Regions from separate parts of the Mus musculus genome. Here region 2 is linked to region 1. The links are chromatin contacts, called in public HiChIP or PLAC-seq maps. All regions are on one chromosome and are shown on one strand. The core of a region is the stretch at or near the end of the contact, and the rest is flanking DNA. Distances in the headings are between cores, read along the strand shown.

What was found. HiChIP or PLAC-seq counts read pairs in DNA pulled down with a chosen protein or histone mark.
Region 2: an H3K4me3 HiChIP or PLAC-seq map of bone marrow-derived macrophages shows a contact between it and region 1, with 5 times the contacts expected there. The contact joins two enhancer-like sites. A contact is called at or near these places in 1 of 39 promoter capture datasets (stem cell-derived epiblast-like cells), 2 of 15 datasets of contacts at CTCF or cohesin (embryonic stem cells and large pre-B cells), 5 of 484 Hi-C or Micro-C datasets (bone marrow-derived macrophages, embryonic fibroblasts, embryonic stem cells and 1 more) and 23 of 115 datasets of contacts at active chromatin or transcription factors (the 230-238 cell line, the SCID.adh cell line, bone marrow-derived macrophages and 16 more).

Annotation. Positions count from the first base shown.
Region 1 is chr12:85,494,557-85,498,922 of GRCm38.p6, reverse strand. No RefSeq gene overlaps it. Among named protein-coding and RNA genes, the nearest start is that of Fos, 23 kb to the right of the region's middle. Within about 2 kb of position 1,787, at least 123 of the 459 cell types and tissues checked have an H3K27ac peak or open chromatin away from gene starts, as enhancers often do. A contact at or near this core is called in bone marrow-derived macrophages, where this site is marked.
Region 2 is chr12:85,314,588-85,319,382 of GRCm38.p6, reverse strand. Nek9 (NIMA (never in mitosis gene a)-related expressed kinase 9) reads left to right here. Exons shown (of 22, transcript NM_145138.2): 11 at 3,659-3,803; 12 at 4,781-4,795. Among named protein-coding and RNA genes, the nearest start is that of Nek9, 22 kb to the left of the region's middle. Within about 2 kb of position 2,187, at least 5 of the 459 cell types and tissues checked have an H3K27ac peak or open chromatin away from gene starts, as enhancers often do. A contact at or near this core is called in bone marrow-derived macrophages, where this site is marked.

The DNA.
Region 1 (4,366 bases), core at 538-3,037:
CTACATATAGTATCCCAGGTCAGCCCAGGCTAGATAGAGAAGCCTTGTCTCAAATAACTACAGACAGACAGACAGACTCCTGAAGGGCATAAGGTATCCTGCATTCTTTTTTTTTTTAAAGATTTATTTATTTATTATATGTAAGTACACTGTAGCTGTCTTCAGACACTCCAGAAGAGGGAGTCAGATCTCGTTACAGATGGTTGTGAACCACCATGTGGTTGCTGGGATTTGAACTCTGTTACAGATGGTTGTGAACCACCATGTGGTTGCTGGGATTTGAACTCTGGACCTTCGGAAGAGCAGTTGGGTGCTCTTACCCACTGAGCCATCTCTCCAGCCCGGTATCCTGCATTCTACCGCAGAGATTCTAAAGTCCACTCTTTCTCTCCCCTATTGGTGTGTGTGTACAGTTGTTTTAGTTGTCTTAAAAAATTATTGTGACCCCATATGCATGCACCTGTATATACACACCCCAAACACACACACACACACACACACACACACACACACACACACACACACACACACACACACACACACACACACTTCTGTGATTCTTTTGCCCAGAAAGCCAACACAGCCGTGAATCCTCTCTCCTCGGAAGGCCTTCCAGCTTCTCCACACCCCTCCTTGGTGCTGTAGCTGCTACGGGCTCTCCTGCCAGGGTCTCCCTCAACCTCCAACCCCTAGGCTTCCTGCCAGCTCCTGTGTGAAGAAGGTGCACTCTCTGAAAGTGGCAAAGCCCTCCCTGTGGTTTCTATTACTTAAAGAAACCCAGTCTCCCCTGGGCACCAGCGCTGCCTTCCTCCTGGGGTTCCCCCAACTGGCTCAGCTGTCCACTGGTAAATGAACAAACTATCTCCAGGCAACAGCCTGGCCTACAGCCGGTGACTGGTGACGCCACGCCTGATGTTCCCCTCAGCCTCACCCAAGTCTGTTTGGGCTCAGCTGTCTGCAAGGTTTTCTTTTGCTTGTCAGTTTGGGAGAGATCTTTTGCTGATTGGCTGTGGTGGGGATGGGGTGGGGCGCTGAGGTCAGAAGCCCTGAATTCAGGGAAGGCAGCTATCTCCCTGCCTGGAATTTTTTTGGCTCCCTGGAGATTTCCCCAGCATGGTAATAATATCTCCAAGAGCCAGTGTGATGACACATGGTAACCCCTCGGGCAAAGTGGAAGCCACAAAGCCAGTGGGGCATCAAATAATTCACTAATGCTCTGACCCTATGCTCAGCTCCAATCCAGAATCCTACTTACTATTAAGCTGAGTGAGCTTCAAGGATGCCACAGACATGACTAAAGGCCAGCCTGCTGTTTAATGAAACTAAAGAAGCATTTCAGAAGTTGGCGAAGGGAATGAGAGATACCAAAGGCTGCAAGAGAAGAATAAGGAAGGGGTGGTGAACTCTGGCCAACAGGAACTGCGTGAGAGCAAAGAGCAGGAAGTTCCGGTGTGTGTGGTTGCATAGGACAGAGACTGTAGGGAACGGTGGTATTGTGGGAATGGGGATGTAGCTCAGTGATAGAGCACTTGCTTCACATGTACAAAATCCTGGGTTCTCTCCTCGGTACCATAAATAAATAATAAATAAGTAAATGAAAATTATAGCAAAAATAAGAATGTATGATATATTTCAAAAGGCTAAAAGAACCTTGAAGATATGGGCGGGGGGGGGGGGGGACGGAGACGGAGTTCGAGACAGGGTTTCTCTGTGTAGCCCTGGCTGTCCTGGAACTCACTCTGTAGACCAGGCTGGCCTGGAACAAGTGCTGGGATTAAAGGCATGCGCCACCACTGCCTGGCAACCTTGAAGGTTTTTAACATAAAGAAACAATCAGTGGACCTGGCTGGACAGCTCAGCAGGTGAGGGTGCTTGCCACCAAGTCTGACAACCCAAGTTCGAGGCCCAGAACCCACACAGTGGAAGGATGGACGGTTCTCAATGCACAAGGCAGATAGCAGAGTTCGGGTCAATCCTTGTCTCGCTGAAGAGCGCCCTCTGCTGGTAGTATCTCCCCGGTTAGTTTGTAAAGGGATTTGTAGACTTATGGTTGGCTGCTCCCCATTACAGGCACTCTGAGGGACCTGGCCCTAGAATGACTACCTGAATAGACACATGTTCCCCCACTAATGCTAAGTTGACAGCCATTTGAGCATCAAATGCATCAAGGAGAGCTATAAACTATCTACTGAAGAATTAGGGCAAGATTGCCTAGCTCAAGGAAATGAAGACTCCCCCCCCCCAAAAAACACTGGCTTAAGCCAAAACCCCACACCCTGGCCCTGACCCTGGCCCTCTGCTTCCGGTCTTGAGTCCCTCCCCTTGGGGTATCTCCTGGTCTCCTAGACAAGCTGATGTCATCCACACATACAAACCTTATAATTCCCAAGGCCTTTCCCCAATGAGTCATCTCTGCCGTTACCCTCTCTTCAAAACCTTCTCCCTGTCTCCCCCTCCTCCCCAAGACAGGCCAGCCTCCCTGGCTACCCAGCAGTCAGTCCTCATTCGAAGACCACGGGTCCAAGTCTCTGATCGGCCACCTACCAGTTGTGTGGTGTAAGGAAAGAGACATTACCGTCATCTCACGGAGATCTGGGTGTTCTGCACTTCACAGAACACGTGGGGAGCATGGGACATATAGAATACCTCCAGCCCACTTAGGTCTTGGTTGCTTACCTGACAGAATGTGGGCAGGCCAACAAGGCAGACTGTACTCAATGCATTGAGAGCATCTTGGAAGTGTCACAGACGAGCATAGCCAGTGGAAAGAGTGAGGGATTTTTCAGGAAATGTTTACAATTGTTTTTATTTATTTTAAAAATCACAAGGATAAAAAAAAAAAAACTTTGGGGCTGGAGAGATGGCTCAGCAGTTAAGAGCACTGACTGCTCTTCCAAAGGTCCTGAGTTCAAATTCCAGCAACCACATGGAGATCCAAAATGAGATCTGACGTCCTCTTCTGGTGTGTCTGAAGACAGCTACAGTGTACTAATATAATAATAGATAAATAATAATAAATAAATCTTAAAAAAGCAAACAAACAAACTTTGCCAGGCGGTGGTGGTGGTGGCATACGCCTTTAATCCCAGCACTTGGGAGGCAGATGCAGGTGGATTTCTGAGTTTGAGGCCAGCCTGGTCTACAAAGTGAGTTCCAGAACAGCCAGGGCTATACTGGGAAACCCTGTCTCAAAAGAACAAAAAGAAAAATCTTTAGCATAGGGCTGGCAAGATGGCTCAGTAGGTACATTTGTTAAACAAGCCCTGTGGCCTGCTTTCCATGTCTGGATGCATGTATAGAGGGGAGAAGAGAACCTACTCCACAAATGTCCCCACAGGCATGCATACCCATACACTAATAACAACAGTAGTAATGATAATAATGAATTTTAAGAAAAAACCTATTTCATGTGTAGTATTAACATTTTCCTCTTTATAGCAATGCAGACATAGACTATAAATTCAACGGTCAAATGCTTTTTAACAAGAGTGAAAGAACAGTCTTACGTTGCCCTCACTGGGGAGAGAATCCTCTAGGTTCTGCTATGCCGAAAATATAGAAATTGGGTCAATAACTCAACCCTGTGCTCTCAGAATTCCGTAAGGAGTTAATATGCTTTTTTAAAAAAATTCTATCTTTTAAAAGTGAAAGTCTTTCTAACAATTGACTCTAGCAAGACGGGATATCCACAGGCAAAAAGACAAGGCTGGCCCTTTCTCTAACACTATTCTAGAGTTAGTTCAAAATGGAGTTCTGAATGCAACACAGTGGAAACGTGTTTATCATTGGGAGGCCCTGGATTCAAGTCCCAGTACCAAAAGTTTTTTTAAAAAAAAATCACAAAAGAACAAAGACTTAAGCTTGAGACCTAAAACTATATTAGAAGCAAACATAAGGCAAAAGTTGGCATTGGGCCCCGCACGGTGGTACACGCCTTTAGTCCCCAGCACCCAGGAAGCAGCTTTGTGAGTTCAAGGCCAGCCTGGTCTACATAGTGAGTTCCAGGCCAGTCAAGGCTACAAAGAGAGACCTACATAGAATTAACCTAGGATATAGTGTTAGAGGAAGGTCCAACTTTGTTTCTGTCTTAAAAACAAAAAGACAGGGTCTGGAGAGATGGCTCAGTGGTTAAGAGCACTGACTGCTCTTCCAGTGGTCCTGAGTTCAATTCCCAGCAACCACATGGTGGCTCACAACCATCTGTAATGGGATCCAATGCCCTCTTCTGGTGTGTCTGAAGACAGCGACAGTGTACTCACATACATTAAATGATTAAGTAAATATTTTTTAAAAAACAAAACAAAAAGCAAAAAGACATTCTTAGGATGCGTGTGTTGCTCACTGGTAGAATGTTTGCCAGGTACAT
Region 2 (4,795 bases), core at 938-3,437, 180 kb after region 1:
ATTCCCTAAAGAATTAGCCTGAGGGAAGCTACCAGAAATGGAATGAAAGTCATTCCTTACAACTCTTTGTTAGAGGACTTATGCTTGAGTGAGTGCATGGGAAGACTTGCTATCGCCAAGGAAGTTGCAAAGCTATGAGGACTGTTCTTAGTACTATATAGCACTTCTGCCCGGAGCCATCAAGGAGAAGCAAAAAACTAGCAGGTGCTCTTCCTGAGATGGATCCACCATAGACTGTCAAAGTTAATGACAGATTTGCCTCTTAGGCAAGGCTGAGAAGATTTCATTTTAGGAAAGAGTCCTGCTTTCCCTGTTATTGTTAAACATATATAACAATCACTAGGAATTATCCCACCCTTTTGAGTAAATATCTGCAGAACAACGAAGATGTACTACTGTCTTGTATGCTATAAAGACAAATAGATGATTTTTTAGTTCTTAATGATGATTCTATAAGAATTCCTAAAATTGGGCTGAAGAGATGGCTTAGCAATTAAGAGCTCTGACTGCTCTTCCAGAGGTCCTGAACTCAATTCCCAGCAACCACGTGGTGGCTCACAACCATCTGTAATGGGATCTGATGCCTTCTTCTGGTGTGTCTGAAGAGAACGACAGTGTACTCACATACATAAAATAAATCTTTTTTAAAATAATCTTTTTAAAAATAATTTAAAAATCTTTTTAAAATTATTAATGATTATATTAGTAATCATTAAGCTCTTTTATAATAGGATTGCCATTAACTCCTTTCTGATGTCAAAGCTGCATTGAGAAACTCTCCAGTCTTCAAGTGTCAATCAAATGTTAATTGCTTCTGAGACAGCTAGCAGGAATCTACAACTTAGAGCACATTCCAACAGGCTGTAAAACAGTTAACCAAAAGTCATACGAAGGGGAACTAAGGATTTAATATAAGTGCAAGGACAGAAGATAAAATACTGACTGGGTTTATCTATATAAAACTTCACAGCCTGGCAGTGGTGCGTATGCCTTTAATCCCAGCACTCGGGAAACAGAAGCAGGCAGATTTCTGAGTTCGAGGCCAGCCTGGTCTACAAAGTGAGTTCCAAGACAGCCAGGGCTACACAGAGAAACCCTGTATCAAAAAACCAAAAAGAAAAAAAGAATCATTATTAGGGCTGGAGAGATGGCTCAGTGGTTAAGAGCACTGACTTCCAAGGTCCTGAGTTCAAATCCCAGCAACTACATGGTGGCTCACAACCATCTGTAATAAAATCTGATGCCCTCCTCTGGTGTGTCTGAAGACAGCTACAGTGTACTTATATGTAGTGAATCTTTAAAAAAAAAAAAAAAAAAAAAAAAAAACTTCACTAATAACTTAGTCACAAAAATGATAGTTTTTCACTTTTAGTGAACCTGTTGAGCTAAGTAGTGAAATGTTTAACCAGATAATTTTTGTTTTGGTTTTTTTTTTGTTTTTTTTTTTTGAGACAGGGTTTCTCTGTGTAGCCCTGGCTGTCCTGGAACTCACTCTGTAGCCCAGGCTGGCTTCAAACTCAGAAATCCACCTGCCTCTGCCTCCCGAGTGCTGGGATTTAAGGCGTGCACCACCACTGCCTCGCTCAGATAATTACTCTTAATGGATATACATGTAAATATTCTCCGCTGTAAACTTCTTATTCAATTTATGGTTTAAATTTATGTTTGAAGTTCTAGTGAATTTTTGTAAAAAAAAAAAAATGGATGCTTGCATAAGCCACGTGATCTCTTCTTCTAGGAAGGTCCAAAAGACTAGGAAACATTGTATTGGAAGGCATAGCATTGGAAGGCATAGCATTGGGAACAAGGGCATTGTTACATCAGAGCAAAGGAGAGAGCAAGATTAGAAGGAGAATGCAGAGTGGAGTAACTTAGAAATTATAAGGCAACTTAAAAAAAATGAGCAATGTGCAGAATGCAAAGGGGAAGAGGAAAATAGAAGAAGCTGCAGAGAGCAGAAGGAGCAGGCAGGCTTCTCCTTACCACTCGACAGAACAGGTCTTTTCTTGATAGCAAGGCAGGCTTCATCTTACTACAGAGGACAAAGCTTTCTTCTTACAGACTTAAGTTTACTTCATTTAACAACAAAAGGGCAGAAGCTTCTCCTTTCTCCGTGCAGTAAAGATTGGAGCTCATTTTTCATGCAGAATGAGTTACTTCCTTCTGCACCGGTGCTTGGTCTCTTGCTCCATATGCATATGTAAGTATGGATGTGTGTGTAATTATGAAATAAGTAGCTGGACCCAACTGGTTTGAATAGAGACATAAGAATGTGCAAGCATGAATTTGTACATGAACTTATGTGAGTTTATCCATATTTGCTTGTGTAAAAGTTTTTCTTTCTGCAAGCAAGACTCTTCTTTGGATTCAATAGAAGTTTATTGCCCCAGCCTGACAAGAGAGGCATCTGGACAAGAGGGGAAAGGCTCTAGCAATTAATCCTTGACTTAATCCCTGCTGTTTTAGGATGAGGTCATAAACGCCAGAGATGCAAGTTTCTGGCCTCAGAGGAACGCAGACAGGCAGGTCAGCTACTGCAGCAAAGTGACCAAGACTTAAGATAGGTGAGCTGTTATTATCATTAAACAGCAACCTTAAATAGCCAACACTCCCTTCAAGATGCTGACCTTTAAGAGAGAACCAAGAAAGCAGAACAGCCAGGGCAGCCCCCCTCCCCCCCGCCCCCACCAACTTCTTTGATGGAACCAAAATCTCTGTTTTATTTCCCCCTCAGTTTTGTTTTCTTTTTGATATAGCTATATTCCTTATAGCTGTTCTGTGCTTTGAGGAAGGTAACCAAAATTTATAAAACTTATAGTACATGTTGTTTTTAAGAGATTGTACTCATTTAGAAAATGTTCTGTTTAGTTTTTGTCAACTTGACACAGGATAAAGGGAACCTCTCAGTTAAGGAATTGCCTCCATCAGATTGGCACGTTGTGGGGCATTTTCTCCGTTAATGACTGATGGGGGCACAGCTCACTGTGGCTGGTGCTACTCCTGGACAGGTCGTCTTGGGTGCTAGAAGCAAGCAAGCTGAGAAAGCCCTAAGGAACAACCAGTGAGCAGTGGTGCCTTCTGCTTCAGTGTCTGACTTGACTTCAGTTCCTGCCCTGGTGTCCCCTGCTGATAGACTGCAAACTCTAAGCTCTTTCCTCTCCAAGGTGCTTTTAGTCATGGTATTTATTACAGCAACAGAAACCAAATTAGAGCAGAAAGCAACCGAAGTATACTTCAATGAACTGTCCATCATCACCCACAGTTCACCTCACGTAAGATAAGACAGAATTTGCAGTTTGACCTGATGCCTGATGGATATGAATCTGGATGTGTTTTAAAATCTTCTTTACATGTAGCTGTGGGGTTATGTTAATCATTAAAATGCTTTGTCCTAGTGAGGCATAGTGGTGTCCCAGTCCTCAAAAGGCAGAGACAGGCAGGCTGCCTAGCCTTTCTATACAGAGAGTTAGTTTCAGGACAGCTAGCAATATATAGTGAAACCTGTCTCAAAAATTTTTTTTAAAAATTTAATCCCCTTACCCACTTTTGTCTTTAAATTTTCACTATTTTTTCTTACTGTTTTTCTTTAGAAGTAGGATATTAAAGATTAGCTTTTAGCATGAAAAGTTAAATTTCACAAGATGTCTTTTTTTAACAGAACATGCAAGGGGGCACTAAACTTCACGGTCAGCTAGGACATGGAGACAAAGCTTCCTACCGACAGCCAAAGCATGTAGAAAAGTTACAAGGGAAGGCTATCCACCAGGTGTCGTGTGGGGATGATTTCACTGTCTGTGTCACAGGTAAGCCACGCATGAACAGCATCCTGAGTACATTTAACATGGAACATAATACAATGTCGGGTGATATTTTATAGCAAACAACTACCTCCCCCACCCCAAAAAAGACCAGAGACACTTAGGAAATAGACTGATTAATAACAGCGTTCCGAGGCTTGGGGAGAGCCGCTCAGTGATGCAGCACTAGAGCAAGTAAGGCCCTAAGTTCCGTTCCCAAAACTAAGACCAAACTTCCCAGTTGCCTACTGTGTGAAAGAGCGATGAGCAAGGAGAAAGGTGAGTAACAGAAGGCTGAGATACGAGAGAGCACTACGTGTTCTGCTTTGTGGGAGAATACTCTATTCTATCCACCTATTGGATGTCACAAATGCTGATGATGAAGAGGGATTTTTCTTTTCTTTTCTTTTCTTTTCTTTTCTTTTCTTTTCTTTTCTTTTCTTTTCTTTTCTTTTTTTTTTGACTTTTCGAGACAGGGTTTCTCTGTGTAGCCCTGGCTGTCCTGGAACTCACTCTGTAGACCAGGCTGGCCTCGAACTCAGAAATCCTCCTGCCTCTGCCTCCCAGGTGCTAGGATTAAAGGCGTGGGCCACCACTGCCCAGCTGGAATTATTTTTTTTAATTTTATGGCTATGTGTGTATCTAAGAGTGGGTTTGCGCATGTGAGTGTTATACTAACTACAGAGGCCAGGAGAGGTGCTCAGATTTCCCTGACACTGGGTTTGAGTTATGAGCTGCCTGGCGTGGGTGCTGGATATCAAACTGGGGTCCTTTGGAATAGCAGTTCACATTCTAGTGCCAAGCTGGCTCTCCAGTCCCATTGTTGGTATTTCTGTCTACAAAACAGGGAAGGCTCCAGGGAAGTTTGAAGATCATTTAGCATAATAATCTTACAATTATTTAGACTGTTGATTACAGTACTACTACTACCACATGTGGCTCCTTAGTAATCCTTTCTGTGATGGTTTTCTTGCCTTTTGCAGATGAGGGTCAGCTCT